Linked DNA regions of Mus musculus: regions 2, 3, 4, 5 and 6 are each linked to region 1. The links are chromatin contacts, called in public Hi-C, HiChIP or PLAC-seq and promoter capture Hi-C maps. All regions are on one chromosome and are shown on one strand. Each heading gives the region's core, a stretch centred on a gene start, on an enhancer-like site or on the middle of the called end of the contact. The rest is flanking DNA. Distances are from core to core; before and after follow the strand shown.

Region 1 (3,813 bases), core at 151-2,650:
GACTGGGGGTATTGCTCCTAATGATTGGGATGCCTCTCTCAATTCCAAAGTGCCTTTTTTGTTTGCTTCCAACATAGGAAACATACTTCCTTCTTGGACACTCTTGAGTGATCTGTTCTTCCCATCAGCAATTTTCCCCCTAAAATACCAAAAGTGACTAAATCTTCTAATAGCATCAAGGAACAAACATAGCAGTCCCATCACTGTCACTTAGAAGATCCACCATTTGCCTTTAGCAGTCAGATTCATAAAGGCATTTCTATTTGTGGGCCCTTAATTATGACATGACCAATTTTTAGTCCTACGAGTTCAAGGTTTGTTGCTTACCCTGAAATTAGCATTGAGCACCTGCTTACTTTCATGAGATATCTTCCTCAAAGGAAGAGCAAGATTTACCCAATGATTCCTGGGCACAGAACACTCAGTTGTAAATCTGTTCTGTCAGGGCTTGAAGGTTGACTCCATCTGTAAGCCAACTTGCTGCTAATACTGCTGACCTGGATTCCAGCCTCTGAATTCATAAGGAGAACTGACTCACCCAAGCTATCCTCTGACTTTCACATGCCTGATGCACACATATACACAAAGTTTGTAATCTGTTATATCAATCAATTTTATTAATAAAAGCTAGAGGGCAAGTCTGCATCCCTGATGGCTTGTGAGATAACTGCACTTTCAAAAGCTCTTGGTGATCTACTAGAGGCAAAATTCTGCTTCAATACGCCATGTAAGTGAACTAAACTAAATAAATAGGCCTTTGATCATCTACCTAACAGATCCCTGCTATTGACTAATAACTGGCATATACAAAGACAAAAATGACATTTACTGAACGCCAAGGGTCAAAAGTGGAGTCACTTGCATCTCATCTCATCTAATAGTCACAAGAAGCAATAGTCCTCGTTTTACAGATGAGGAGTCTGTTCCCACTGCTCGGCGAGTAACTGTGAGGGACAGCACTAAATTCTTTCGTCCAGGCGGCTGAGTCGCAAAGCCGAGGACTTCCCGCGGGGCAAGAGTTCGAAACCCGCAGCTGTCAATCACAGGAAGCACGCGGGAGCCGCTTCCGGAAGTGCCCTGAAGACGTGTGCCTGCGCAGAGGCGCGAGCTCGGAGCTCATACCTTTGCGGGAGTCTGCGCGGGACTGCGGGGCGGAGATGTCCATCGGGCTAGGGGCAGGCACCCGGCAGCCCCGCCGCTCTCGGCGGCGAGGAGAGCACGGCACGTGGGCCGGCTGCCGGGCATCGCCCGCCCGGAGCGGGGGGCGCTATGTGGGGCCTGACGCGGCGGCGTCACCTCAGCGACCAGCCAACGCTCGCCAGAGCCCGTAAATCCCGCGAGAACGAGCGCCTCTGCGCTCCATCGCTCGCCTCCCTCCAGATATCGCGAGAAGATGGACTAGCCTTTCAGCGGGCGGAAGCGGCTTCCCTTCCAGACGAGGTCAGCCTCGCGCAGTTCGCGAACGTCCCAAATATCGCGAGATTTGGCATTAGTCGGCGACCTCGACCCTCTTCGCTGAGGGAGTCCACGACCTGAGGTGTGTGACATCCTCCCAGGGCGGAAAAAGACAGTGTGAGCCCTGCACAGACCATTGACACTGTGGTGGCCTTGTCGTCTAGGAGCTTCAGGAGGCGAGCCTTAAGAGGGCGTTTTCTTGGGTTTGCCTACTTTATCGTAACTCACTCGTGCACAAACAAGGCAACCCCTGGGGTTCGGTTTTCTTCGCCATCTGAGAAGAGCAGCGACTGTGCCTCGCCCTGAGAGAGAAGCACACACCACGCAGCCTGCTGCCTCCAGCACAGCGTTCTGCGCACGAGCTGAATGGATTTTGCCTGTCCCAACATCTCCTGAACAAGCTCGTGAAGCCAAATGTATTCTTCATGTCGAATTCTTGTGATTTTTTTTTTTTTTAGGCCACTGTGCCTGTGTACGGGTCTCGTAGAGCTAAAAATCCAGAAGTCAGAGAAATTGCATTCCTTCCTAGAAAGTGGAAGAATCTCCACTCCTTGGCTTGACCTCTTTCTTCAAAGCCAAGGATAGTGCATTTCCTGAGCCTTCCACAATGGGTTTGGGTTTTGGGGGGGTTTGTTTGTTTGTTTGTTTGTTTGTTTTGAGCTCACCAGAATAATCTTATTTTCAGGTGTACACTCATAACTACATCAGAAAAGGCCCCTTGACATGTAAGATAACATGTATGGGTTCCTGGATTTAGAGACACAAATTCCTCTTGGGGATCATTATCCTGCCTACTGGAGGATCTTATTTGTATATACTATATGCCTATTCAACAAAGAGATCTCCATTCTTTGCAGATACTACTAAGACTAGTAGACTATTTTCAAAGGAGTGCTATATTAAGAGTGTCACTTGTTTGCAAAGCAATAGGAAAAGCTTTATAAAGAGAAACATTTAGGAATATTGATTTAGCTAGTAACAACAGCCTGAATAAAGGGGAGTAACTGCAAAAAATAAAGAGTTAAATAAATTTTGGGGGGAGGCAGGGATTTTGAGACAGGCCTTCTCACTGCGTAGCCCTAGCTATCCTAGAACTCATTCTGTAGACCAGGCTGGCCTTTGCCTGTTGGTTTAAGATGTAAGGCCTTACTGAAACTACAAGTGATTTGATAAATCCAAAATAAACATTGAAATGAAAGAAATCACCTTGTTAAAGGAATATCCTTCTAGCTAACAAGACGACTCCTCACCTTTGAGTGTCTCTTATGTAACTGCATTGCCATGATTGTCCTGTTTAATGAAATGGGAACAGTCATAACATGAACATGTCTTAAAGGTTAAGCATCCTGCCCTTAGGGTAGCTTTTGTTCTTGTCGGTTGCCTGTCATCCTCTTGTGTGGATGCTGATGTTGTAAACCTCCAACACTAGGATGCCAGTTACTTCAAGGTGAAATTGTGATATATTTCTGAAGTCAGTATAAGTGTTGTTGGATTGACTATATTGCATGCAAAACCACTGACAATTGATAACACAGCAAACATTAAGACAATTTAGACTACAAAAATATAACTGTAGTATAGCATGTTTGATATGCATGAGACCCTAGGCTCAACATCTAGCACCCAATAACAGTCATGATAAGCATTTCAAAAGAATTTTACTTGGATGCCAAAGAGACTTTTAATATAATTAACCCTGCAATACTTTATTAAAATTGGTTTCTACTTATGTTCACAACATAAAAGGCAAATATATATTATGTGATAAATCTTTAAAATAATGGATTTATTGAGTTCGAGGCCAGCCTAATCTACAAATTGAGTTCCAGGACAACAGCCAGGGCTATACAGAGAAACCCTGTCTCGAAAATGCCAAAAAAAAAAAAAGGATTTATCAAAAATCTCATGAAAAACAATAGGTATGAAAACATAAGAGTGTTAGGTGAGTTTGGGTTGTAGCCTTTCTTGATATATTGTTAGATATAAGGTAGATGGAAGAAGATGTTAAGTAATAGTAAGAGAAAAGAAATGAAGTAGATCTATATCCTTTGCCAATAAGTAAATTAAATGTTAACATTTACAAATCAAGGGTTGGTGCTGTTGGTAGATAGAGTACTTGTCTACCCTGCATGAAAACCTTGTGTTCAATCCCCAGAGTCACATAAACAGAGTGGTGACAAACACATGGGATATAGAGGCATAAGGATCAAAGTTTAAAGTCATCCTCAGCCACATAGCAAGTGTGAGGGCAGCCTGAGATATATGGGGCTGTGTCTCAAACGAAAGGTCTTGTGTGTGGTAGACATGTGTTCTATCACTGAGCTATGTTCCCAGCCCTCCTGACTTACTCTCATATGA
Region 2 (4,121 bases), core at 1,189-3,688, 290 kb after region 1:
GGATTTTCTGGTCTTGGTGAGGAACTCCTGACCTATCTCCCTGTGTGGCGTGAAATGGTTAATGGATATGGTCTGTGTCTTTTCCCCTTGCTTTCTCTTGCTACAATTAGTCAGGAAGAAGGGTGGGGGGAGGCCAACCTGGCACTTGGGAGGCAGGTGGATTTGTTAGTTCCAAGCTAGCCTGATCTACATAGTGAAGTCAAGGTGCAAGCCAAGCAGAGATACATAATGAGACCTGCTCTCTCCCTCCCTTTCCCACTCTCTCATTCAGTCTTCCTTCCTTCCTTCCTTCCTTCCTTCCTTCCTTCCTTCCTTTCTTTTGGAGAAGACAGGGTTTCTCTATACAGCCATGGCTGTCCTGGAACTCACAGATCTGCCTGCCTCTGCTTCCTCCGTTTTGCAATTAAAGTCATGAACTGCCGTGCCCTCCTCTCCTTTTCTTCTTTTTGCTTGTTTTCTTTAAAAGATGTGTGTGTGTGTGTGTGTGTGTGTGTGTGTGTGTGTGTGTGATGTGCGTGTAGAGGCCAAAAGAGACAGTTATCTCTAGAGTTGGAGTTGCAGGCAGTTGTGTGCCCTCCAGAGTGGATTCTGGGGTCTGAACTTGGATCCACTGGAAGAACAGCAGCTCTAAGCCATCTGTCTTGTTCCTGGGCTTTCGTTCCTTAGTTTAAGTAAAGTGTGTGTGTTTTATTCTTCCCTCTGAGCATCTTTTGATTAGCACCACAGTTCATTCACTAGCAGATCAGGAGTCCTTCCTTAAGTGAGAGAAAACTGCAGACAAGTCGCCTACCCTGCCTCCTGTCCTCAGCCTAATCCCTCTGGACCAAAGCTCTCAGGCCAGGTTTTAATGTGTTGCACATGTTTCTGTTTCTAGGACTTCAGGATGCATTTGACAGTGACTGGGAAACTGGGAGGATCATGCCAAACAATTATAAAAATGGATCAGATGACGGGGTCCTCGCTTACAAACTCCTGGTGCAGACTGGCAGCCGAGACAAGCCCATCGACATTAGTCAGGTATTCCCGATGTTTCAGGACACTGAGCAGTTATTACATCTAGGCAGCTGACCCATGGAATAGGGCTGGCAGTGTATAATCCCACCTTGTGTCCCATGAGAACCTGAAGTGATAGGAGATGGTAGGAAGAAGCTTGAACTGGCTCTGAGCTAGCCAGAAAACTTCCCTTTCCCTGCCTGTCAAGCAAGAGGAGGGGACAGACAGGTGTTGCCTCTAACACAATAGCAATGGGCAAAAATACAGTATGTTAACACTGTGTGCTTTTCCCAGTGGTGGGAAGCACCAACCCATACTGGGCTTTCAGAGTTTATTGAACACTGAAATATGTGTTATATGAAAATACATTAGTATAGTGGTCTCAGTTATATTCAGACATGGGATGGTGGGTTTATTGGAGAGCAATCATTTGAACAGAGGTTGGGTAGGTGGGTGGCTTAGAAGATGAGCAAAGTCACTAGAGGTTGAGGATGGATTAGTTATTTAATGCTTTCTGGGGTCAGCTTGGCCTCAGCAGTAGATGTTGAGTGTAGGTGTGGGCAGCTACCTGCTCTTGAATATAGCAAACGTAAGCAGGCGTAGAAGCATGCAACCTCCCCATGCAGCTCACGCCACAGTATGTTGAAAGCTGTTCTTTTGGATAGTATCTTGTATTCAAAGTACTTGGATTCTAGCATATCCCATTTGGTTTCCTCAGGGGTTGCATTTGCACCCTGGATTTGGGGTGAGTCCCAGGCCTCTTTGCTCTTGGTAGTTTCCTATCCTCAGGCAGAAAACATCTCGTTAATGATCTCCTTGTCAGCTCTGCATATTGTCCTCTCTCCCTTTTGCTGGCACTAAAGGTGACAGATTTACAAAGTACATTGTTCAGAGTCATTGTGGAGTGTGAGGTTTGATGCTTTATAGTGGCGTGCAATGAGCTGTCGGGCCTGACAAGGGTACGGCAGACCAGCCTGCCTGAGAGGATAGCAGGGACGGACTGAATTGGAGTTAGAGATCAGGGAATCTGTGGGACGCCTGTGGTGGGGTCCAGGCACTGAGATATCATTTCCTCTCCTGGGGGAAAGAAGAGCACGCTGCATACGTAGAGGCCAGGAGCTGTGCTATGTAATTCCAGAGACAGTCTGAAAACCTACAGTTGTTAGAGATCCTGTGGATTAATTGAATCCAGATCCCTGCAGTCTACTCTGCCTGTCTCTCCCCCACCCCCCCGCCCCGCCCGGTCTCTTCCACGCTCTTTATTCCCCCACTCTTTTCTCTGTGAACTCCTGTCACTGGTGTTCGTTAAGAAAGACCAAACGTTGGAAGGAGGCCTGGGTCTAAAGTAAACAGGAAATTTTTTTGATGTATCTACCATATATATAATCCACACTGTGTCTCGTAGTGGCTTTGACCCAGGCAAAGCCCACAAGACCTACTGTAGAGGGAGCAGATGTGGCCACTGAATCTGACCAAGGTGCAGAAGTAATATTCCTCAGAAGGGCCCTGGCTTTGCATCTTTGTTTTCCTGTTCTGGCAATGGGCTTTTTTTTTTTTGAATACACAGGTCATCAGAGGCTGTGTTAGCAAAATTTATACAGATGCTGTTTTATTTTATAGCTCCCTCCATTTACTGGGTGGTATTTCCTTCAGTGTTAACAACAGAGGTTAACTGCACACAGACGTGGATAGGGATGCTTGCCAGGTTCCCCCCGTGCCCCTCCTATAAATATGTTTTTCCAGATTGTTCATTCCCCGCCTTGGCTGCAGACAGTCTCTTTTAGCATTCAGATTTAATTGCTTCAGCCAATTCCTGGGCCATCTGCGGAACCGTGTGTTTGCTGTAAACACACTGGTGATTGCATCCCCCAATAAGTGTATTTTGAAAGACATCAAAGGTATTCTTGTGGGACTGGGGCACTGTGGAGGCATGGGTATTCTACTGCTTGTTGGAAATGTGGGTACAAAGCCTTGCTCTCCCAGCAGGAGTGTGTTTACCCCACAGCCCGCCCTGAATGACCTCTGTTCTTTCCGTTTTGTAGTTGACTAAACAGCGTCTGGTAGACGCAGATGGCATCATTAATCCGAGCGCTTTCTACATCTACCTGACCGCTTGGGTCAGCAACGACCCTGTAGCTTACGCTGCCTCCCAGGCCAACATCCGGCCTCACCGGCCGGAGTGGGTCCATGACAAAGCCGACTACATGCCAGAGACCAGGCTGAGAAGTAAGTAGCACTCCCATCCTGAGAGGCTGGGAGCTCTTGGAGGCTCCTTCAGTCACTGCCTGGAGCTCAGCAACAGCCCCATCCGTTGACACTACCCAGGGTTCAAAAGTGTAAATAGAACAATATATTTCTTTTGCTTTAAAACTCTGGGAGACAGATGAGGGTGTGTAATGGAACACAGCCCTGCGCTCTCACGTTGAGAAGTGAGCGTTTCTAACCCCCTTTTGCAGCTCTAACTCCAGGCATTTCTCCTGATGCCAGCTGTTCTGTGTGAAAGCTGAAGATACCTCCACATCGAGTGTTATTTTACTATGGCCGAGTTTTATCGCTAGGGATTGTGTGTTTATCTTAACTTTGTCAACTGTGGTGTTGAAGGGATTTTTGGCATGTTGGGTCATTTCTATAAGCCACCAAGCACCTGTGCTCTGTCAGAGCTGTTTAAACTGGAGAGGAAAAGTCTGTATACATCCGTGCTCTCCTCTTCCCTCCCTTCACCTCTAAGCCTGGGGTTTGAAAGGTGGCTCTGTGTGGATTTAATTTGCATTTATGTTAGAGATGTTAGTAGCAGCATATGCTTTGGATATTGGGCCAAGAGAAGACATGAGAAAGAAGACGGGTCCTTTTTGCAACCAGGGCAGGCAGCGGTCTGAACTCCCCTGTACCTAAACCCCAGAGCCTGGTGGCAAGCAGCCAAGGCTTGTCTTAATGAAAATTTATAGTTGAGATTATAATAGGGCAAATCATGTTTAGCAAGTCAACTGAATGACCCCAAAGGGTGTGGAACACACAAGGGCAGTAACTAAATGCTTGTTGTGTGAGGATTTCTTCCCCTGTTGCTGAAGACTTAGCATTGCATTAGAGAAACAGAGAAGGTTTAAGTTGCTAGGTCACTAAAGGACAAG
Region 3 (3,855 bases), core at 38-2,537, 310 kb after region 1:
GAGAGAAGAGAGTATGTTTTAACAGTGTTAGGAGAGTACACGTGAGCAGTGATCCATGTGATTGGAAAGTATCGGTGTGAACATGGTGACCTAGTGCGGTTCTCAGATGAAAATGTACAAAACTCTCTAAATATTAATGTTCAAACACTGATAGAAATTCTAACATGAATAAAGATAATATAACTTGTTGGTTTATGTGCTTGTTTCTAGAATGTTTCTTAAACTACATATACACAAGAAGTTCCAGGCCGTCTGTTCGTTTCTTCTTGCTGGCCTTACGGAAGCTGTTTTATGTGTATTTTGTGGACACTGGGGAAGTCACCTAATGACTCTTCTGAGCGTTCCCTTTTCTTACCTTTCTATGTAGGCACGCGGGAAGTGAATACAGCCAAATTCAGTGTAAACACAAGTGACCCCTGCAAAGGTCAATCAGTGGTTGGTTAGGAGTGACAGTTACTCTTACAGAGAGCCACTCAGAACTGTTGCCTCACGCTCCAGGGGATCTGATGCCCTCTTCTGGCCTCTACTGGCACCTGCATACACGTGCACACCCCACACACAGACACACAAAGAGACACTGACTTAAAGTTGAGAAGTTTTTTAAATACAATAGCATCACCATAGTTGAGAAGTTTTTTTAAATACAATAGCATCACCATAGCTGATGACATAGCACTAACTGACCTGGTACAGCTGATGATGGAGTGCTCACTGGCCTGCTACAAGGTGATTTTTTTAAAAAGGGTTCAGTGATGTGATTTCATCATAACCTCATCATACATGAGGAAAACATGAGTAGAGATTAACACCCGTTTCTCCTGATCACCTGTTTTTGTGATTGTAAATATATGCTCCAGAAGACCTGGAAGCTCAAACCATTCTAAGCGCGTGTCCTAGAGGGAGGATCAGCCAGTTGTAGCCAAGACTACCTCCTGGTTTTGTGTGGATTTGTCAGGAGACAGCCATATCTGTCTATACGCACCATTCATGACTGTTTTCACGCTATAGTGGCAGAATTGTGTGGTGTGCAATAGTGATTGACTGACCTGCAGACTGTTGAAATACTTGCTCTCTGGTCTTCAGGAAGAAATCTGCCAGGTCCTCTTAAGGCAAGGAAGTGTTGGGCCATTGCTACTCAAGTGTGGTCCTTCAGTCAGCATGCCTTAGAAGCATGCTAGAAAACCCAGAGTCCAGTGGTACTGAGAGTCAGGGTTCTGTGGGAGAGAAACCCAGGAGTGTGCTCTTAAGAGTAGGAACAATTTGTAAATTCCTCCAGGCTAATGTGGCCTTGGCACTCTGTGACTCAGGCTGAGTGGCCAGAATCTGGAAATAACAGAGCAGTCCCGACTCTGCTGTGTGGTCTTTCCACAAAAACACATGTTCGTCTGTGGGAAAAAGTTGAGACCTGTAAACCTCACATTTGTGTCTGGGAATCTCGGCCCAGGAACTCCCTTCCCAGTGTTGTGTCCCACACGGCTGTGAGCAGGACCTCAGCAGAGGCTATGTACCCCTGATATAATAGGCAGGGGATGAGGGACCTCTGTCTTCCCTTCCTGCCTAGAGGCTTTCCCAGCATCCAATTGGCCAACTGAGGGCAAATCCCTTGAAACTTTGGAATCCTGTGTCATCTATAAACTAAATTAGAATAAATGTTCTCTGAGGGTGATGTCTGAAGGTCAGAATGGTGGTGGAGTCACTGGGTGAGTGAGGATGGAATCAGCCACATCCCATGTACTTTACAATGACCCTGGGCCTGAGTTTGCATCTCAGGGGTGCCTGGGATCATTGTATAGAAACCCAAGAGGCAAACTCACACCCTACAGTGAGCTCCAGCTGGGCCAGAGGGATGGCTCAGTAAGAAAGGGTTTGCTGTGCAAATATGAGGACCTGAGTTCAATCCCCAGGATCTAGGTAAAGCCATATACCAGCTGTATTTGTAATCTCGATGTTGAGGGCTTGCTGGGCAGCTAGCCTAAGTAATCACTGCCCCAGGCCACTTGTTATAAAACACAAAGTGAAATGTTGCTGAGAAACAGCCCCAAAGCACATGAGAATCAAATACTCAGTTAATTACCTCCATAATAGAGACAGTCTAGGAAAGAAGTTAAGGGTTACCTTTTCTTCTGATAGAAGTGCTGATAGATCTGTTCTTAAGCCTTTCTGCAGTGAGTGTCATAAACAATGCTAACTTGGTTCCAAATTCAACTCAAGGAGAATGTAGACTTTCTAAATCTGAGCATGGGAAATATTACTAGCATTAATTAGAACCCGGACTGAGAGAAGCTTTTGTTGAGACATGCTTTGTCCCACAAGATGATGGTTGATCGCCATCCAGTTTTAAGGTTTGTTTGTTTGTTTGTTTGTTTGTTTGTTTTTCCCTATTTTGGTTTTTGGAGACAGAGTTTTTCTATGTAGCCCTGGCTGTCCTGGAACTTACTCTGTAGACCAGGCTGGCTTCGAACACAAAGATCAACTGCTAGTTTTATGTTTGTTTGTTTGTTTTTAAATGTTTATATTTACTGTGTGTGTGTAGATCAGAGGACAACTTATGGAAATCAGTTCTCTCCTTCCACCATGTGGACCCAAGGATAAAACTCAGGTTGTCAGTCTTAGCAGCAGGTACCTTTATCTGCTGAGCCATCTTGTCAGCTGGTTTATATGTCTTATAATTAATGTATAGCTAATAAATAACTTCATTTTTAATCACAGCCTGGGATAAAATTTTAATTAAACTGTGTATCAAGATCTACCATCTTTATTCAATACCTAGGTAAATATAACCCCTCACATTCTTTTTCCTCCTCCCCCTCCTTCCCTGTCTCTTCTCTCTCCCTCCTTTCTCTCTCTCCCTCTCCCTTCCATTCTTTCCACATCATTTATACCACAGCTACTAGAAAGCTCCAGGCCTCTGAACTCCAGGCAGCAACCATGCTGATACAAAGACGGTTGCTTTGTTTGAGTAACTGACCTCCCAAAAGAAGAGATGGAGGTCTCCTTGTCATCTGAAAAGACCTTTTGCCCAGATGTTAATTGCTTTTAATGAAGGTTGTACGTGATGAGAACATACACTGTAAGCTTGAGTCTGTTTTATCATTCAACACAGCAGTAGTAGAGGATGTGTTGGCCACCATTTTCTGCGTAGGTGTACTGCCAGGAAATTAGAACTGTCATCATGAACCTCTTCAAGGGATACCCTGGCCTGTTCAGATCATGGAACTCCAGCAAACAGAGGGCTTGAGGCTCTGTTACAAAAAGAATGGTACCCAATGTAAGTGACCCAGAAGGCACAGCTGGGATGTTCCCATGTGATATGACTACTTTGACATGAAGTCATGGCATCTCTGTAGGAATTCCTCTTGAAGCAAAGGGAACGGAGCTTACAATCTTCAGGTGTCTGTGCAGCCTGCGGATGCATCCTTGTGTGGCCAGGGCAAGCTCTTCATAGGGTCCAGAAACAGATCCACAAACTTAAAGCATGAAAGCTTTTTCATGAGGTTATTTCAGAGGGACTGAGCGACTCAACTGTGTGGCTCTCCAGCGTGAACTTTAGAGATGATAATGTCATATTGCAATGTCAAAAATCTGAACACACCGCTAAAGAGAACCACCGCTGCCAAGACACAGGGGCGTTCCTCCCCTTTTTAAGATAGAGACCTCAGCAAGAAGCCATGACTGTTGGCAGAAGTCTGGGAGGTTCTGTGACACTCCGTTTTCCTGGAGAGTGTTATCTTAATTCATCTGAAGGTACCAGCATGTGATGTCAGAGTGCACAGCAAGGGCAATGAAGCCAAGCAAGTTGTTCCTGAGAGAGCTGCTGCAGGAAATGCCTCTTATCAATGACACCATCTTTACACG
Region 4 (3,829 bases), core at 592-3,091, 460 kb before region 1:
TAGGAAAATGCGTACACGGCATAACTATGTACACCTAAGATTTTTCCCTTTATTTAAACCATGTGCATTTTGTTAGACTTTCTAGTGGCCAGAATCTAGCCAAAGCATTCTATTTGAAGGTGAGAGAAAAATCAACTGACGTATGGAAAGTACTTGGCTGTTAGACATTCAACTAAGCCAGTCTCAAAAAGTAACGAATGTGGGCCAGGAATGTGGCTTGCTGGGGTAGATCATTTGGTCCAGCACAAGCAAGGGTTGAGTCCCAAAAGCTCAAAAAAAAAAAAAAAAAAAGGAACATACTAGACACACACACACAAGAGAGAGAGGGGGGGGAGAGAGAGAGAGAGAGAGAGAGAGAGAGGGAGAGAGAGAGAGAGAGAGAGAGAGAGAGAGAGAGAGAGAGAGAGAGAGAGAGAGAGAGAGAGAGGGAGGGAGAATCCAGTAAGGTGCCTGCAGTGGCTCACACCAGGAATCCCAGCACTGGAGAGGCAGATGCCATTTTCAGCCCAGTCTGGGCTGTGTAGTGGAACACTTTCTTCCATGTAATCCTATGGATTATAGTGGTGGTTAAAAAAAAAAAAAACAAACCAAAAAAAAAAAAACTTTTCATAAAATTTCTGATTGTGACATTTGGTGGCCCTTCTACTGTGAGTCCTTGGAACCGTGTGAAGGACTTTCTCTTCCTGGGCAAAAGTTTTTGCTAACACTACAGACATTTTAAATGTAAGGCCTTCGTTGATGTCCTATGGAAACCCGAAAGGTGAACAAGCAGGTTCTTAAGGGCCCCTGGCTAAGGAAAGCCAGTCCCATATCTTATCTTTTCCGAAGCAGCAGGCTTAAGGTAGGGCTTCAAAACAAAAGAAGCCTTCCCTAGGGGAAGGAACTTCGTGAAATCTGCATTTCTGAGAGGTTCTTTGGGGGAGGGGAGGAGGGACTGAAATTTATCCCTCTGACTCTTGACTTCCCTTTCAGACTAAATCGCTGTTGACTACAGTCCTGCCGATGGGGACTTTGGGACTACCGACTGCTTCCAGTCTCCTCGCCCAAGTAGATGCTACCGTGAAGCTGGGCTCTTCAAAATGGCAGCTATGGTCAAGTTCCAGAAAGATCTGATATCTTTTTAACCCAGTAGCAAAATATGGGGCGGTACCACTGCAGACCCAAAGGAGAAAAGGCCGTTTGCTCAGCTGGCCACATGCTCCAACACTTCGTGCTAAGTCGGACCGTGGCCACCTCGGCTACCCACAGCGAGAGCTAGCGCGCTCCTGGGTTCCGAGGTGAGGTGTCGGAAGGTTCAAACCACCGCGGTAAATCGCATCTCCAGGTGGTTTCACCGACGCTAAGAAGCCCTTATCGATCCGATCCGATCGGATAGGTGGGAAAACGGCGCTGGTCTGAACTTCTAAGTTCTGAGGTCCACTCTGCCTTGCGTCCACAGAGCTGAGGACCGTTTCAGCAGCCTACACACTCTCCTAGCAGGCGGCCATGACAAGGCTCCCTTGGCGCGAATTACAGGGGAGACCCAAGAAACACTTAAAAAAGAAAAAAATTCCATCTCAAAGATCCGAAGTGGAGTTATTAGGGTAGGGTTGTGCAGGAACTCGGAGACTCACTCGAGGAACTGGGGACTGAGGCGTCAACACCTGGACACAAGAGACAAAAGTTAGAGGGGTCCCACCAAGGGGGTCGCCAGCACGCTTTCTGCCCGATTGGCGGAAGCGCTCAGACTTTTCTTTATGGCGTCACCGAGTACCTGCCTGTAGGAAGGCTCCAGTTGCGTGACGTCACGCCGCACTGACCAATGAGCGGCCCGAGCCGGTAGGCCCCGAGGAGGGTTGTGGGCCCTTCTTTTTGTGAATGAAGCTCCACGGAACATCCCTCCTGGGGGTCCCCGGGAGCCGCGGCCCGCTGAGCTCGGACGCCACGGCAGCAGCGTCCCAGGGAGCGCGCGCTTTGCTCCAGCCACCGGCCAGCGCTGTGGGGCCCCCGGGTCGCGGGCGGCGGGAGACGCAGCGCGAGGACCCGGGCCGGGTTGCCGGGCCATGGTCGCGGTCCCCTGACGGGCCGCGACCGCCTCCATGAAGCGTAAGAGCGAGCGGCGCTCGGCTTGGGCCACCGCGCCCCCCTGCTCACGCCGCAGCTCGTCCTCCTCTCCCGGCGTGAAGAAGAGCCGCAGCTCCACGCCGCAGGAGCTGCACCGCCTGGAGCAGCAGGACGACCTGTACCTGGACATCACGGGTGAGCCCCGCCACACCCCCACGAGGCTCGCGCCTCCTCGAGCCTCTAGTCGCCCGTGCGCCCGCGGTAGCAACTTTACCGGAGATGGGCCGAGGGGTCACTCCTGCAAGTGAGTCCGGCCTCGGGAGCGGGGCGGCTCTGCCCTCGAACCCACCTCATCGCGGGATGAGCCGGCGCGGTTGTTCCCACGCGAGTCCGAGCCTCTGCTGAGTCCCGCTGGTCTTTGCTGTCCCGAGGGCCCAAAGCCTCGCTGAGCCTTAGCAACGCGTGGGATCCGGCCCGAGCCCCCGGCCGTCCGACACCCCCCCCCCGCCCCCCACGCTGTCGCGCCCTCTCAGGCCTCCTGAGGGATCTTTGCCCTCCCTCTCGTGCCTCCAGAAAGGTGTCACGTTGATGGCGTTTGAACCACCAAGCGTGCTAAGAGCTCAGAGGTGTCACTTTTGAGAAATCCCCGCCAGCCGGAGCGGGTAGAATAGCCGCTTTCGAGGGTGATTTTTTTTCTTGGTGTCTCAGTTCTTGAAGACGAAAGAAATCCGTTTTGGCAGCCGCTCGGTTTGCTGGGGTTGATAGAGAAGCCAGAGCTTTGCCTTCGTTGTACTGATGTACGTGGAAAAGCGTTGTCAGCTGCATAGCTGCCTGCGCGGTTGAAGGAAGGTGCCGCGTTTTCTGGGGCGGATGGTGTCCACCTCTTGGTGGGGTTTTTAGAAAAGGTTTCCAAGACTTGAACTTGGACTTTGCTAGGTGGGCTCTCGATTGGTGACATTTATTTATTTAGGAAGTGTTTAGACAAACAAATTTAGTAGAAAGTATATTCTAGATTAATGGGCAACTAGAAAGTAAGACCGGTTTTTAAAGGAAGCTGAGAGGAGAGGAAAGGGTTTTTTTTTTTAGCGTTTGAAGGAGGAAGACGAAGGACTTGTTTTAACTATAGCCCCTGACTAGTGTCTGCCCAGGTCTACCGGTGTGTGACCCTGAAGGAGGAGACACCCTTGCCCGGGTTCCTTCCAGAGACTTCGTGCTGGTTGAATCTGCACATTATTTCTGCTCTTTTTTTTGTATGGGGCAAACTTATTTTCGTATAGCTCTAAATTGTAAAGATACACAGAGTATACTGAGAAAACTTTGTGGCAAAGACAAAGAAGTGCCCCCTAAATGTAACAGATGTTGCCAAGTTCTCGTGAATCTTTCCAGAAATATCCTCCACTGGCACACATATGTATCTATTCTTTGCAAACCCATGCAGGATGGTATACGATTGATTTTTGCATTGCTCTGCACGGTACTTCATAGCAGAATGCTAGCCTCCAATTGATGTGTTCAAAATCTCATTTGATTTTAAATGCTTTGTAAGCCAAAGGGTGTGTGGCTTTAAAGGGTTAAACTATAAAAAATGTTTATGGATTTAAACGCGTTTATAGTTTTAAATGTTTTATGAACATTTTAGGCAGTTCTCTGTTGAATATTTAGGTGATTTTCAACAAGAAAAATTGTAAGGCTGGGTGTGGTAGCCCATGCCTTTAATTCTAGTACTTTGGAGGATCTTTGTGAATTCAAGGTCAGCCTTGTGTACTTAATGAGTTCTAGGATCTAT
Region 5 (4,267 bases), core at 1,665-4,164, 310 kb before region 1:
TTAATTTCCTTACTTCATTCATCACAGTGCTAACATGCTGGGCTGGGGAGATGGCCAAGTGCTTGCTGCAGTTAAAATAGGGAAAAGAGAGAAACTGAGGAAAGATCCCAGTGTCAACCTCTGGCCTCTACCTGTGCTGCTGGGATGAGTGAGTGCATCTGTATACATATATGTGCATATGCATATACTGACCTTAGATCTCAAACCAGGACAAATGGCTAACTGGGTTGCTTATTAACATATCAAAGCAGACTGGCCACTAGGTTCTCTCAGCATCCCTCAGTTCCTACCTGTTGCAGGGTCCTGGTTGGCATACCCTGCCCCTACCCTGAACTCTCCAGTCAGAAGCTGGGTTGCTTTTCCCTATATAATACAGACATTTTGGCCTTTTAGTCTCCTGGCTTTTCCCTCTCCCTCCCTCTCCTCACTTGGGCATGGTTCAGGGTCATGTTTATTCTGGACCCTCCCAGATGTCTCTGCCTCTGGCTATATCTTCCTTTTGTCTACAACAAACCATCATACCTAAGAGCACTCATGTCCTTTTTATTTTATTTTTTTATTAAACTACATTAGTGGAGTTAATTGAAAAAGAAAAACATTTGTTATGCAGTGTTTGGGTGTGTGCACACACACAAGTGCATGTGCTATATGGCTCGTGTGGAGATAGATAGCCAGAGGATCACTTTTGTAATTGGTCTCTCCTTCCAACGTGTAGGTTCTAAGGATCAAACTCAGGGCTTCAAGCTTGGTAGCAAGTGTCTTCTATACTTTGCTAACCTGGTTAGCAAAGATGAATGAGGTTCTGGTGTAGTTAATATTAAATATTGCCAGCCCTATCTCAGGTCTTAAATTAGGGTAATGAGTGGAGATTTCCTTTTATTCAAGGGTGTGGTGTTTAGAATCATCCTTCGAAGGACCCATTAGGTTTTCTTTTCACCTGAGTTGTTTTTGGTTGATCTTTCAAGGTTTCCCTGCCCTGATTGTCAGGTCCAAAGAGTACCCCAGTTTCCCTCAAAAGGGCACTGATCAAAAGGGCACCAAAATTGAGTCTAGGCCCAACTCAACCTGGACTATAGGAGGATTTTGGCAGTAAGATAAAAGCCAGCATTCCTCAGAAGGGACGTGTGGCTCCATTGACATGTTTCTGTGATGCATAGGCCTCCAGGCTCCCTCAGTCTCTACCTAGTCTCCTGCCTGCCATGTCCCCTCCAGCTCCTCATCCCCTTTATAACCTGTTACTCTCTTTTCCTGTTCTCTTGCTCTCTCCTAGTGCTCTCTATGTTCTGTTCTCTCTCTTGCTATCTCCACTATCCCCTCCCACTTCCCTGGCCATGCCTAGACTGCTTGCAAGTCCATCTTCTTTCTTTTTTTTTTTTAAAGATTTATTTATTATTATATGTAAGTACACTGTAGCTGTCTTCAGACACACCAGAAGAGGGAGTCAGATCTTGTTACAGATGGTTGTGAGCCACCATGTGGTTGCTGGGATTTGAACTCTGGACCTTCGGAAGAGCAGTCGGGTGCTCTTACCCACTGAGCCATCTCACCAGCCCCATCTTCTTTCTCCTTCTGCTCTGGGTACTTTTTTTTTTCTTCTTTTTTTTTTTTTTTTTTTTCGAGACAGGGTTTCTCTGTATAGTCCTGGCTTGTCCTGGAACTCACTCTGTAGACCAGGCTGGCCTCGAACTCAGAAATCCGCCTGCCTCTGCCTCCCAAGTGCTGGGACTAAAGGCGTGCGCCACCACGCCCGGTGTGGGTACTTTTTCTTAACCTACAACACACCTCAGTGGTACATGATGGAGAGAATGGTCATGTTGGCAGTTTTCTGTGCCCCTTCAATACCCCCAATGCAGAACACCCAGAAGAGATACACACAGATGGACCGGGGACACCTCCATGTTCTCCTATCCAAACCAAGCCGCTGATCTCCCCTAAGCTATGGATTGTTTGTTTCTGCTGGCATTTATCCAACTGCCAGGAATCTTCCCATGGTCCAGGTTGAGCTGGGCCTATACTCAATTTTGAACCAAGTCAGTGAGCCTGCGCTTTGGCCACGGAATGAGGAGCCCTTTGGACCTAACACTGGTGTGTGCAGTCAGAACTCAAAAAAACACTATTTTGGCTGTGGAATGCAAGTTAATACTGATCAAAGTGCAATACATCTGAACATGAGAACAAACTTGAGAGTCGTTCTACAGCTTTGAGCTTTTATTCACAAGAACCAGGGATCCTGGGGCTGCTGTCCTAGGGAGAAGTGGGCCTTTTGTGAGGGAGGCCTGAATTTACCAAAAGTGTCCAGAGGAAGAGAAGCCGAATACATGGCATTTATGGTGGATGCCAGTCTTAGGCATTTATGAACGAGAAACAGAAGCGTTCCGCACGAGCACTTGTCTTGAAGTATGCCTGGAAGCATTTTTAGTAATAGTTGTAAATTGGGAATTACCATCATGCCAACCACCGGGGTAGATGGGGGCGCTCTGAACACACGCAGGGAGGTGTAGCCCAGCACCACAGCTGATACACCCTAAGTACTCAGGGGGACTCTTGCCCTTTGTGGGGATGTTGTACTCAGATTTACGTGTTTGCTTGGTTCTGTTCATTTGTCAAGAACGCATCTGTAACTCACTAATCAGGCGCGTCCCGTAGGACATAAATTATACTTTTTAAAAACAAACAAACAAAAACGGAAACGAACCTCAGCCTTTCTGGGGGTGCCGGCTAAGGCAGTTTTTCGGCTTTCCCGGGAGGTGGACACCTCCAAGGAGAGAGCGCACTAGAAGCACCAGTGCGTGGTGCGGGGGTGCGGGGTGCGGGGTGCGGGGCGGGCCGTGGTCGGAGTTCGCGCCCAGGCTCTTCCTGTTCCTGCCGCACCCTCTTCCCGGGCCGCTGGGGGCGGGACCGCGGGCTGGGTTTGGGCCGGGCGGCGGAGGGCAGAGATGGAGGAGCCCAACGCGGCGCCGTTGCCCTCTCGCCTGGCCAGGCTGCTGTCGGCGCTCTTCTATGGCACATGCTCCTTCCTCATCGTGCTGGTCAACAAGGCGCTGCTGACCACATACGGGTGAGGCTGGTTATGAGGGATGCAGGGTGGCCGGGGCTTGGAAAGCCGAGTGTGCTCTGCCTTTACCAAGTCACTACCCAACAAAGTCCACTTGGGATCAAGAACATACACCAGCTGAACTTAAAAGCCACCTTTGCAAGCATTAAGTAAGTTCAGCAACTGAGAAAAAAGTGACGACTTATTTTAAGACAGGCATTCATCAGATAGTTCACGCTGGCCTCGAACTCAAATCCTCATGACTGAGCCTCTCTAGTGCTGTTATTACAGGTTACAACATCATAAACATAAATGTATTTTGAGCAAATCATTACCTTTTAATCTTCGTGGTGTTTTTGAGACAGGATTTCATGCACCCCAGGTTAACTTCTGGACTACCTAATAGTTTTCCTGTCTCCACCTTCCATGTGTGACACCACACCTGTTTTGTACAGAGGAAGCCACCCAAGGCTTTTCATTTTCACTGAGATACATCTCCAGCTCCAAGCAAAACAAACGAAACAAAACAAAAATGCATGTTCCACCGATTACATCTGGACTTGTGTGGTTTGTTTATATAGGCTAATCATCCATTCTCAAATAACCATCGTATTTCTGGATAATCAGAACAACTAGAAGTTTACAAGATCAGCTTTTTTTTTTTTTTTTTTTTTTTTTTTTTTTTTAAGATCAGAGTGGAATGCACCAGCAACTCTGTGCTTCTTTGAACTTATTTGTAAAGACTATAATAATATCCTATTTAATTCTACTCTGTGGTTGAATCCGGAGAGAACTGTGGTTTTAAATCTGGCCCCAGGGGTGATTGCTCCCTGGCCATACTTAGCATTTTCCTTAGATGCAGAACCTAGCTGACTATAAGCATGGTATTAACCTCCTAGGGCCTTGCCTGAGCTGCCACAACCCAGGGCTCTTTGTAAACCCCACAGTTCTGCTTTTTTTTTTTTGTCTTATATTTGGGAAAACTCAGATCCATATCGGGTCCACAAGTTGTAAGTCCAACAGATACTATTGAGTACCTACTATGCTGATCCCATGGTATGTTGTGGAAAAAATGGTATAGACCATGTGGAACATCTTCGATGGAAGTTCTACTTCAACAACAAACAGGTTCAAGAACTGATAAAGCATTGCAGATGTGACCCAAGAGAGAAGAGGGTCAGAGGTTGGGGCCAGAACATCAGGCAGAAGAGAGCAGCAAGAGCTTGGCTTCCT
Region 6 (3,791 bases), core at 1,195-3,694, 500 kb before region 1:
GTCCAGGCACAGAAATCCCACCTTATCCTCTCTCTCTCCTTCCCAGCTATAGGCTAGTCAGCTCTTTATTTAACCAATCAGGAGTTGATAGAGAACAATGTTTTACAAAATACTGAGTCATTCCAAAGTCTAGACTGCAGTCAGATCTCTGGGTACAGAAATCAGCACATGAATACACAGTGCACATGAGTACAATGCACATGAATCACAGTGCACATGAATCAAGTGCACATGAATACACAGTGCATGAAAACACCCCCAACAAATTCTGATCCATCACATTTTCCACCATGCTGGATTAATTCACATAAACCCATATAATATTTTATCTGACTTCTGAACAGTAAGTTGTGATTTTGTTTTGTCCTAACATGTCAGCTATCTTTGGGAAGACTTCATGATTTGGGGTTATAGAGAACAACACACAGGTCAATGTCTCCTTCAGAGTTAGTGCAACAAGGACAGCACCCAGAGTCCAGACAGTTTCTACTATTACTGTGTTCTTTTCCACCCGAACCCTAGTTCCAGAATAACAGCTCAGATGATTATCATTTATTTTTAAATGCCTAGGCCTTAAGCTCATAGCTCAGTTATCCAGTTTATATTATCCTATGTCTGTCACCTGGCTCGTTACCTCTCCTCAGCTTTATACGTCTGACTTCCTCCGAGTCCACGTAGTGAATCTCTTACACTTAACTCTTCCCCAGAGTTCCTCTCTCTCTGTCAGATGTCCCATCTTCTAATCATGCCTCAGCTTTTTATTGACAAGTGATACTTCCACAGAGTACATGAGATTATCCCTACATTCTACAGTTAAAGTGCTTTGTTTATTAGAAAGAAACTGGGTCAGGACATAGCTCTGCTTACCTACTGCCAAGCCTGACAACCTGGATGCAATCTCTTGTGCCCCACGTGATGGAAGGACAGAACTGACTCCCACAAGTTGTCCTCTGATCTCTACACAGGTAGTGTCACAATGTGCCCACATGCGCACATACAGTAAGTACAATACAAATTCTTAGACAGAGGAATACAGAGCTGACTGAAGTAAAAATGCAAAATTTGTTACCGAGATCAAAGGTTGACTCAAATAGAACCCACCTACAGGATAGAAGCCTTAACTGTGTTAGGAATTCTTTCTTGTATGCACTCTTTGTGCGTGCTTTATTTGTTTCTGTGGTCTCCTTTGAAGAAACAGGCATAGAAGGGACTTACTGCTCTGCCTACAATGACTGGTCCTGATTACTGAGGAGAACAGGGGACTAAGGAAGTGTCTGGAAAACAGGCTGTCCCATAGAATGTTTAAAGACAATGGAAATGAGTTTGGTCACTGTATCGGGTAAAGACCCACAACCAGCTGAAGTGGCTTCTCTGGGAAAAGGGAATACAGAATGGGAAATGTAAGGCGGTGATTACAAATGCCAGGTGCTGGGCCTGGGAGATGGCACTGTAGATAAATGCACTTGCCATGAGTTCAATATTTGGGATCCACACGATGGAAGCAGAGAGCCAACTTCCAAAAGTCCTTCGACTTCCACACACAAGAGGAACTTGTATATACCCACAAAGAGACAACACACACACACACAAAATAAATAAAATGTAATTTAAGTTTTATTTGTTATTTTTTTTTTTTTTGAGACAGGGTTTCTCTGTGTAGTCCTGGCTGTCCTAGACCTGTCTTGTAGACCAGGCTGGCTTCGAATTCAGCCATCTGCCTGCTTCTGCCTCCCAAGTGCTGGAATTAAAGCGTGCACCACCACAGCCTCAGCTATTAATCTAAAAATTTTAATGAACTGTTATTTTTAATTTCTTCCTCCCCACCCACTCCTCCTCTGTCTCTCTCTCTCCATTCCTCTGTCACTCTTTCTGTGTGAGTGCAGATGCCTGCAGAATCCCCAAGAAAGTGTCAAGAGTTACAGGCAGTTATGAACATTTGATGTGGGAACTGAGAATCTAACTTGGGTCCTCTTTCAGAGCAGTAGGCACTCTGAACAGTGCCTACTGTGGGTGCCAGAGTATCAGATACCCTGAGACTAGAGTTGTGAGCTGCTATGTGGATGCTGGAAACTGAACCCCCTGGTTCTCTACCAGATAAGCCAGGGCTGTTAACCCCTGATCTATCTTTCCAGTCCTTCTTCAGCATTTCCTGTGTTACGACTGTAAAGAATATGATTTTTATTGGAAAGTGTTGTAGGCAGTAGAAAGAGGGAGTGCCTCAGCCGCACCTCCCATAGCACTGTCCCCTCCCTTGGTATTCAAACTGGAAGAACGGTTTGGAGTGTTTTCCTTCTGTAGCTCCGTAGCGTCCCTTGTGGCCACGCCTCCGAAGGGTCGGCCCCGCGTGGCCCCGCCTCCAGTCCCCTCCTCACCCTCGTGACCCCGCCTTTCCAGTCTCAGCCCCGCCCCTCCCCCTTAACCCCGCCCCCCGCGGTCGGTGGCTGACCTGAGCGGTCGCCCTCCTCCGCGATGGCCGCGCCGGTGACGCGGCAGGTCAGCGGCTGCGCAGGCCGGGTCCCGAGCCCGGCTGGCTCGGTCACAGAGCGCGGGCAGCCGCTAGCGGCCGCCGTAGCGGAGCTGCCCGTGCTGGACGCGTCTGGGAGACGGGTGACGTTCGGAGCGCTGTTCCGAGAGCGGCGAGCCGTGGTGGTGTTTGTGAGGGTGAGCACGGGTAGGGCGGGAGGGGAAGTGCCTCTCGTTGGCCGCCCAGATCCTGGGCCGCGGCGGGTGCAGCACCTCGCCTGGAACCGACCGCCCGGACCTTCTGGAACCTGGCTGCTACCTTGTTGACGTGCTCTTCTGCATGGTTGCCTTTCAGCATTTCTTGTGTTACGTCTGTAAAGAATATGTCGAAGATCTGGCCAAAATCCCCAAGAGCGTCCTCCGAGTAAGTTTCCCGAGTGAGCAACAGCGGCCGATGCAGTGGGGGTGAGCTGTGGGTGGGTGGCCCCTCCTTCATCCTCTGGGGCTGCTGAGACCCACGGGGGTCTATTTCTGTCCTAATGCGCTCTTTTGCGCCCTCTTGGGATCGGACTACCATAATTTTACCTGGTAAAAATGCCTGTGTCAAAATGTTGCGTAAGAACGCAAAAAATCAAAACACAGACAGCAACTGTGTTTACAACCCAAATAGTAATCCATTATAGGAAAATGTAACGTATATTAAAAGTGCAGCTTTGCGTTTTTCTTCAGTCGCCAGAAGAGCTTTGTAACTGAAGACACTGGGCATTTGTAAAACTAAGATCTATTTTCAGCACACATTTACAGGATGAGTGAGGAAAAAATTAAAAACTTCTGCCTGCCCTTCTATTCCTTTTGTTTATAATACACTGAAGCATCTTTGCGTTGTAAACATTTTTAATATTGTTGGCATAAGTTACTCAGCATAAAGAGAAATGGGTCTCGTGATATTTTCATACATGCCTATTCTGTTATTATATGTGGTCACCCCTTCTTGCTGCTTCCCTCCTCCAGAGCCACACTGGTCATCTTTGTCTTCTTAATATTCCTTTACCCTCTCATTCCCTCATGCATCTAGACCTCATCCTCACAACACCCTTTCTACTCTACATAAATATGTGCATATAAACTTAAGCCTAGTTCTGCATGTGAGAGAAAACAATACTATATTTGTCTGTCTGTGGCTTGTTTGACTTGGCATAATGTCCATTTCCACTCATTTCCTGCAGTTCATAAACATTACCTCATTCTTCATAACTGATTACATTTCCCAGTGTGTGTGTATGTGTGCGTTTATGTGTGTATGTGATGTGGGGGGTTGTTGTTGTTGG

The links. Promoter capture Hi-C pulls out the DNA fragments that hold promoters and counts their contacts. Hi-C and Micro-C count contacts between places; a contact is called where the count stands out from the background. HiChIP or PLAC-seq counts read pairs in DNA pulled down with a chosen protein or histone mark. Capture Hi-C pulls out chosen DNA fragments and counts their contacts.
Region 2: a Hi-C map of uterus shows a contact between it and region 1, with 4 times the contacts expected there. The contact joins the enhancer-like site here to the promoter of Ercc6l2 in region 1. A contact is called at or near these places in 15 of 39 promoter capture datasets (the 3T3-L1 cell line, 3T3-L1-derived adipocytes, the HPC-7 cell line and 10 more), 2 of 484 Hi-C or Micro-C datasets (cerebral cortex and uterus), 6 of 115 datasets of contacts at active chromatin or transcription factors (the 230-238 cell line, cardiomyocytes, embryonic stem cells and 2 more) and 3 of 9 other capture datasets (adipose tissue, liver and pancreatic islet).
Region 3: a promoter capture Hi-C map of embryonic stem cells shows a contact between it and region 1, with 2.3 times the contacts expected there. The contact joins the enhancer-like site here to the promoter of Ercc6l2 in region 1. A contact is called at or near these places in 13 of 39 promoter capture datasets (the 3T3-L1 cell line, 3T3-L1-derived adipocytes, the C10 cell line and 8 more), 2 of 484 Hi-C or Micro-C datasets (cerebral cortex and embryonic stem cells), 5 of 115 datasets of contacts at active chromatin or transcription factors (cardiomyocytes, embryonic stem cells and stem cell-derived neural progenitor cells) and 4 of 9 other capture datasets (adipose tissue, liver, macrophages and 1 more).
Region 4: a contact with region 1 is called in an HNF4G HiChIP or PLAC-seq map of pancreatic cancer cells. The contact joins the promoter of Cdc14b here to the promoter of Ercc6l2 in region 1. A contact is called at or near these places in 1 of 39 promoter capture datasets (neural stem cells), 1 of 115 datasets of contacts at active chromatin or transcription factors (pancreatic cancer cells) and 1 of 9 other capture datasets (adipose tissue).
Region 5: a contact with region 1 is called in a promoter capture Hi-C map of adipose tissue. The contact joins the promoter of Slc35d2 here to the promoter of Ercc6l2 in region 1. A contact is called at or near these places in 2 of 39 promoter capture datasets (macrophages and neutrophils), 1 of 484 Hi-C or Micro-C datasets (CD4 T cells), 1 of 115 datasets of contacts at active chromatin or transcription factors (effector CD8 T cells) and 2 of 9 other capture datasets (adipose tissue and liver).
Region 6: a contact with region 1 is called in an HNF4G HiChIP or PLAC-seq map of pancreatic cancer cells. The contact joins the promoter of Prxl2c here to the promoter of Ercc6l2 in region 1. A contact is called at or near these places in 5 of 484 Hi-C or Micro-C datasets (CD4 T cells, erythroblasts and muscle stem cells), 2 of 115 datasets of contacts at active chromatin or transcription factors (memory CD8 T cells and pancreatic cancer cells) and 1 of 9 other capture datasets (liver).

Annotation. Positions count from the first base shown.
Region 1 is chr13:63,812,827-63,816,639 of GRCm38.p6, reverse strand. It overlaps Ercc6l2 (excision repair cross-complementing rodent repair deficiency, complementation group 6 like 2), which reads right to left and starts at 1,400. Exons shown (of 19, transcript NM_001013608.3): 1 at 1,123-1,400. The coding sequence starts at 1,165.
Region 2 is chr13:63,524,043-63,528,163 of GRCm38.p6, reverse strand. Ptch1 (patched 1) reads left to right here. Exons shown (of 24, transcript NM_008957.3): 16 at 875-1,017; 17 at 3,036-3,219. Among named protein-coding and RNA genes, the nearest start is that of Ptch1, 40 kb to the left of the region's middle. Within about 2 kb of position 2,438, at least 14 of the 459 cell types and tissues checked have an H3K27ac peak or open chromatin away from gene starts, as enhancers often do. A contact at or near this core is called in uterus, where this site is marked.
Region 3 is chr13:63,504,668-63,508,522 of GRCm38.p6, reverse strand. It overlaps Ptch1 (patched 1), which reads left to right. Exons shown (of 24, transcript NM_008957.3): 24 at 1-195. Among named protein-coding and RNA genes, the nearest start is that of Ptch1, 59 kb to the left of the region's middle. Within about 2 kb of position 1,287, at least 6 of the 459 cell types and tissues checked have an H3K27ac peak or open chromatin away from gene starts, as enhancers often do.
Region 4 is chr13:64,273,000-64,276,828 of GRCm38.p6, reverse strand. Cdc14b (CDC14 cell division cycle 14B) reads left to right here and starts at 1,841. Exons shown (of 14, transcript NM_172587.3): 1 at 1,841-2,238. The coding sequence starts at 2,079.
Region 5 is chr13:64,127,977-64,132,243 of GRCm38.p6, reverse strand. Slc35d2 (solute carrier family 35, member D2) reads left to right here and starts at 2,914. Exons shown (of 12, transcript NM_001001321.3): 1 at 2,914-3,058. The coding sequence starts at 2,937.
Region 6 is chr13:64,311,363-64,315,153 of GRCm38.p6, reverse strand. It overlaps Prxl2c (peroxiredoxin like 2C), which reads left to right and starts at 2,444. Exons shown (of 6, transcript NM_025370.3): 1 at 2,444-2,661; 2 at 2,819-2,887. The coding sequence starts at 2,470.